Linked DNA regions of Mus musculus: region 2 is linked to region 1. Evidence: chromatin contacts called from public Hi-C data. All regions are on one chromosome and are shown on one strand. Each heading gives the region's core, a stretch centred on a gene start, on an enhancer-like site or on the middle of the called end of the contact. The rest is flanking DNA. Distances are from core to core; before and after follow the strand shown. Region 1 overlaps App (amyloid beta (A4) precursor protein). Region 2 holds the start of App (amyloid beta (A4) precursor protein).

What was found. A called contact is a pair of places that touch in the nucleus more often than the background predicts.
Region 2: a Hi-C map of Sertoli cells shows a contact between it and region 1, with 4 times the contacts expected there. The contact joins the promoter of App here to the enhancer-like site in region 1. A contact is called at or near these places in 14 of 39 promoter capture datasets (the 3T3-L1 cell line, the SN4741 cell line, cranial neural crest and 9 more), 1 of 15 datasets of contacts at CTCF or cohesin (pro-B cells), 26 of 484 Hi-C or Micro-C datasets (the C2C12 cell line, the HL-1 cell line, the N1E-115 cell line and 20 more), 18 of 115 datasets of contacts at active chromatin or transcription factors (acute myeloid leukemia, bone marrow-derived dendritic cells, bone marrow-derived macrophages and 14 more) and 3 of 9 other capture datasets (adipose tissue, liver and pancreatic islet).

The regions. Positions count from the first base shown.
Region 1 is chr16:85,045,676-85,048,623 of GRCm38.p6, forward strand. The region is part of intron 6 of App (amyloid beta (A4) precursor protein); the gene reads right to left. Among named protein-coding and RNA genes, the nearest start is that of Gm10791, 75 kb to the left of the region's middle. Within about 2 kb of position 1,551, at least 7 of the 459 cell types and tissues checked have an H3K27ac peak or open chromatin away from gene starts, as enhancers often do. A contact at or near this core is called in Sertoli cells, where this site is marked.
Region 2 is chr16:85,172,121-85,175,068 of GRCm38.p6, forward strand. It overlaps App (amyloid beta (A4) precursor protein), which reads right to left and starts at 1,587. Exons shown (of 18, transcript NM_001198823.1): 1 at 1,382-1,587. The coding sequence starts at 1,438.

The DNA of each region.
Region 1 (2,948 bases), core at 301-2,800:
GTCTACAGAGCAAGTTCTAAACTATCAGCGACAAGAAGAAGAAACAAGCAAGCAAGCAAGCAAACAAACAAAAGAATTATATTCCTAATAAAATAAGCATGAAAAAACTATTTTTTAAAAATCCCAATTAAGTTATTGCTACAAATTTAACAATTGCAATATAGCAACATTCCAAGAGCCTAATTTATCTGAACAAAAACTATATTCTATAGGTAAATATTCGTTTGGTTTTCATAGATGAAGCAAAATTTAAAACAACACATTAGAAAAGTGGTTCCTTTTTTTTTTTTTTTTAAAGATTTATTTATTATTATATGTAAGTACACTGTAGCTATCTTCAGACACACCAGAAGAGGGAGTCAGATCTTGTTACCGATGGTTGTGAGCCACCATGTGGTTGCTGGGATTTGAACTTCGGACCTTCGGAAGAGCAGTCGGGTGCTCTTACTCACTGAGCCATCTCACCAGCCCAAGTGGTTCCTTTTTTAAAGAACGTGTTAACTCCAATGCTACAATCACATACTTCTAGCAGAAATCACATTCATCATGCATTGTGAATGCTAACAAGTAGTCATAAAAACGATAAGAAAATTAATCTTTACCAGGAAATAAATGATCAAATATTTATTATCTAGTAATCATGTTGTGCTAAATATAATCATGCAAATTAGGCCAGCAAGCTGGAGATGAAATCTCATGTTCCAAATACAGGTTGAAATATCAGCAAATCACACGAGCAGCTGTGCACATTATTGAAGTCATAGACTCAGAAGGACGATGTGTGTGAATTTTTTATAGAAGTCTCCAGCACAATGGTCCTCAGTGTTCCTAAGGCTGCATTCCTAATGGAAAGCTACAACCTTTAGCATAGTTCTTCATGTTATGGTGACCCCCCAACATTAAAATTACTATTAAAATTATTACCATTAAATTTACAACCATTAACATCTTCATTGCTATTTCATATTGTAGTCTTTGCCACTGTTATGAATCGCAATGCAAATATCTGTGTTTTCCAATCATCTTAGGCAACCCCTGTCAAAGAGTTATTCAAACCCCAAAGGGGTCACAACCACCAGATTGAGACCCAGTGTAGCAGGTAGCCTCAAGCTGGCTGGGCTTTGTATTGAGATGTGCAGTTCTCTGTCATTGTAATTACACTTGACCTGATTCTCACACCTCCCTATGCAGAAAGGTTTCTTATAAAATAGCACCTGAAGGAGATGGGTCTGTAAAATGGGTTTTACACCAGTCAGTGCCCCTGAGACTGCTGCAATCGAGCTCAGAGACCACTATGATGCTTCAAGAACCTTGACTTCCTGTCAGCTGTGGTTAATTGGACACACAACATGTTTTCAACACGTTTAAACCTAGAACAGGGTAAGGATAAGGCGTACCTTGTGTCATAGGGGAAATATTTTCTTTTCTAACCGAATGAGATGGAAGAATTTGCTTTAAAAAATTGTGTGTATCTGGGAAGATAAATACATTGTAGCATTTGGCTATTTTCTAGGTAAAACTCCCACGACTGGTATTTCAAGCTGTAGTGGTTATGACTCCCAAAATTCCTCACTACAGTAATAATTAGTTTTCACAGCCCAGTAGGGATCTGACAGTGCCACACCAGGAAAACACAGGCACGAATGGAAAGCTACCAGAAAAAGAAAGCTTTCCCCTTAAGTTTCAAATTTCCTGTCTCCATGCCCAAATCCTCAAAACACAGAAGGCAAGAAATGGTGCTAAAATTTCATCAAAGTACGCTCCATGACCAGCCACGCCTCTCTCTCTCTCTCTCTCTGACCAGCCACGCCCCTCTCTCCTGTGTAGGCTCAGTGAAAGCCATAGGTGCCTGGAGAAGAACTGCAAAGGATGCTAAGCACCTTGAAAGGCTGTAGCGAGTGTGGGAGGGTGTGGCTTTCTAGCCTGTGTTTAGAGAAGCAAGGTCACATGACGTGGCTCATGTACACAGTAAACCCCTATGATCAATCCTCCAGTCTGATTCCCAAATTCAAAGACTGCAGGTGTGTGCCACCATGCCCAACTAACTTATTAAATGTAGTTGAAATGTGTTATATTAAAAATATAGAGACACAGTCGCACCTTAGGACGAGAGGGGAGGAACTGGTAAAAATTGGAAAACGTTTGGTTCATGTGGGAAATGAGAAGAGTCTTAGAATAAAAAATACAGAAAGATAACAGATGAACTGTTTTTAAACAGATTGCCAATACATATTTTTCCTACTCTATACAATTAACTGTTTTTAAAAACACCACAACACTTCTGCCTTAATCAATACTGAGATAATAGTTCTCTTATATTTAAACCTATAAAAACGTCACTTCTCAGAAATATGACCTCTAGTGGCCCTCTTCGACTTCCACACTACAGCTTTTATTTTCATATTATATTATTATTATTTTGTTATTTTGAAAATAATGCTGAAAAAAATTTTTAAAAAATCAAGGAATGAACTAAAGCAAACTTGGAACCTAACTTTTCACAGCGTTTTCCTGGGAAGACATTCGAGATGGCATCAACACTTTTGAGAACAAAAGAACACTTCCAGTGAGCTGGGGTCTGGAAACACGTTTCTGTCTGAGGAAGACAGGGCATGCCCACCTTTCCACAGTGGCTGGCTTCCTTCCATAGTCTCTAACAGAGAAGAATTAAGATTCAAACTGAGAACAGCATCATTCCTACTTAAAGTCTGTCCCATGACCAGGGTTTGCCTTTCACCTCAGTGTATTAGGGAGAATGGATTCCTTTGGAAGAGGAAACACCCGATCAGAGAAGAGTTTCCTCCACATGTCACTGCTTACATAGTAGGAGTGTCAAACCAGGGATGGTGCAGGCTGCTGATCCTAGCACAAGCAACCAAGACACAGAGAGATCAAGTTTAAAGTCATACAATGAGTCTTTTGTGTTTCAGCATACATAAACACACACA
Region 2 (2,948 bases), core at 337-2,836, 130 kb after region 1:
GAATGGGGAAGACTTGTTATACACCTAGTGGTGGGTGGATTTCACAGGCTGCAGCCTCCACACAGCTTTTCTTTGCTGCACTGCAGAGGCGCCATCTTCTCCGTCTTAATCTTCACCCTATTCAATCCTTTTATCTGCACCCCTTTTTTTTTTTTTTTAAAAAAAAAAGGAACCCTGAGGACCCTCCCCAGCATCCTGTGTCCCCCCCAGGGTGACTAAGCTAGAGTTCCCAAATCTGCCCCATAGGAGGCCGCACCTTAATCAGACAAACGCCTCCTTTGATGCCCTGGAGCCTCAGCCTCCCCACCACCAGGCACTGCCCTTCCCAGACGCACGCCTCACTCCCGGCTCGCTCTCTCTCTCTCTCTCTCTCTCTCTCTCTCTCTCTCTCTCTCTCTCTCTCTCTCTCTCTCTCTCAGGACTTTGCAGTCCCTCACAGGATTGCCAGTAGGTGGTGGTGATGCGGGGGTGGGAGACCGCGGGGCCCTAGCAGCACCTCTAGGCCCTCGGGGGCAGACGCGCAGCTCGGGGAAAGGAACGGCGGTGGCGCACCAACTACCAGGGCTCCGCCACCGCGCCCTGGACGGCGAGGGCGGGGTGTCGCGGCTTTTGTTCCCGGGGACCTTCTCAGACTCAGGGAGAAACTGGAGGTGCACTGAAGAGTCCTGGACGTCCAGGTTGAGGGACGGTGCCGGGTGGCCGCACTTTCCGATCCCTCCCATCACTTGGAACTTACACAAAAGGGAGACACGAAAATGCACAAAGTTTGCAAAAGGAAGGCGGCGGTGCGCGACCCCGCACCGACTCGGGAGAGGGTCGCTGCGCAGGCAGCCGCCGCCCGCGGCCGCCAGGAGCAAAGCCCAGCTTCGCAGTCAAGACAGGCGGGGGTGGGAAGGGAGTGTGAGCCAGGCGCTCCCCAGCATCCAGAGCTGCCCCCATTCCAACCCAGGACCCCAAGGAAGGGGAAGGGCGGCGATTTCCTCGCAGGGCACTGAATCCTGAGACGCTACGCTTTCGGTTTTCCACACGTGTCCCTTCCCCCTCGAACTGGGTGTCTCTCGCATCCCGGAGTCCAGCTCTCAACGCAGGGAGGAGTCAGGGTCTGCGTTCAGGCTCGTCCCCTCGCCTTCCAGCCCTAGGCTGGCACGGATATGGGGACCCCAGCGCCCTAACCCATTCCCTCTTCATCGCTCGGGCAGCGCGTCCCCGGGCAGGGTTGGGCCAGAGCCGCCGAAGCGCAGGGCGCCCGCAGGCGGGGGCGGCGAGGAGCGGTCTACCCGTGACAGCCCCCCACGTCTCGAGATTCAAGCTCCTCGGTGGGGAGGATCGCGTCCTCCCGGCGCCCGCCTCCCCAGTCTCGTTCCCAAGGCGCGGCACCCACCTCCAGAGCCCGAACCGTCCAGGCGGCCAGCAGGAGCAGTGCCAAGCTGGGCAGCATCGTGATCCTGCGTGGGCCACCGAGTGCTCCGTGTGCGAGTGGAAGATCCGCCGCGCCCTGGCTGTGTCCGCGCCGCCGCCGCCGTCTCCGGTGGCCCCGCGCTCGCTCTGCTCCCGGTGCTCTCGCCTCCCGCCGCCGAGGAAACTGACAGAGCTGGAGCGAGGCGGCGGGGCTCGCAGCCGGCAGAGTCAGCTGATCCCGCCCACCCGGCTCGCCACCCGACAGAGACCCCTAGCGGAGCCTCGGGGAGCTGCGCCCGAGCGCAGCGGGAGGCGACCCAGAGCCCACAGGTGCGGCGTCTTGGGCTAAGGGGAGCCGCGCTCCCGATGGGGTCTGGGAACCAAGTTGGGGAGTGATCTGGGTCAGGGAGAGGACCCCGCAATCGGGAGAAGGTGAACCGTAGGACGTTAAGGTTCCAGGGAAGTCGGGAGCGCTCTCGGCTCGTCCCCGCGCGAGCTTGAGTCACCCGACCCCGCAGGCCTCTCCCAAATGTGGTTGAGGAGCTAAGGCTGCGATGCGTGCATTTTTATCCGCAGTTCGTTCTCTCTATTTGGAGAGGTGGAGCGAGGCCGAGAACATTAGCAAAAGAAACAGGATTTTTTTTTTTTCTATTTTCTTTTTCTTTTGGTAGGAGGTCACCCTTCACGCCACTGCAATCTGGAATTTTTGTCTTTAGAATGTACCAGAGAAGGGCACAGGATGCAGAATGACCCATTTTTCTCCGTGTTTGGAGATGGGAAGTGGGTTTTTAAATGTATTATCATTGCATATTTGCTTGACGTGGATAATTTCAGAGAAGGGGACCGGCATCTGGGATTGAAGGAGGCAGGGAGGTAAAAATCTAAGATGGGGAAGAGATCAAAGTTAGGCCAGAAAAGATACCGAGTGATGGCTCTTTTTCCTCCACCTCCATCACCCAGGACTTCTTCCTGGAACTCTGCTCTCGATTTTTTTTTTTTTTTTTTTTTTTGGATCTGCCCTTATCCAGTGAAATGAACCTCCGTAAAACCATTTTCTCCTAGATTAAACACAAACTTCCCAGTGTTAAAATTACATTAGACCCATCCAGACATGCTCCCACTACCACCACCCTCCCGACCTAATGTGGCTTCAGACGCCAAGCTTTTGGCTCTCCCTAGGCTAGTGGAAGGAGATGAAGGTAATACCAAATGCATTCCTGGCTTCTGAGGCCACAGCCTTTTCCTTTACCTGATGTGTTTGCTGCTTAATTTTTTAATAACTTGACATGAGCTCTGGTCATCTGGGAAGGGGGAACCTAAATTGAGAGACATGCCTCCATTAGACTGACATGCAGGCAAACCTGTGGGGCATATTCTTTCTTATTAGTTGATGTGGGAGACCAGCCCTGAGCAGGTGGTCCTGGCTTGTGTAAGGAAGCAGGCTGAAGAAGCCAGGAGGGAAAAAAACAACAAGCAGTTTCTGCCACTGCCCAGTTCCTGCTTCAGGTTCCTGCCCTGTGTTCCTGCTCTGAGTTCCCTTCGCGTTAGAC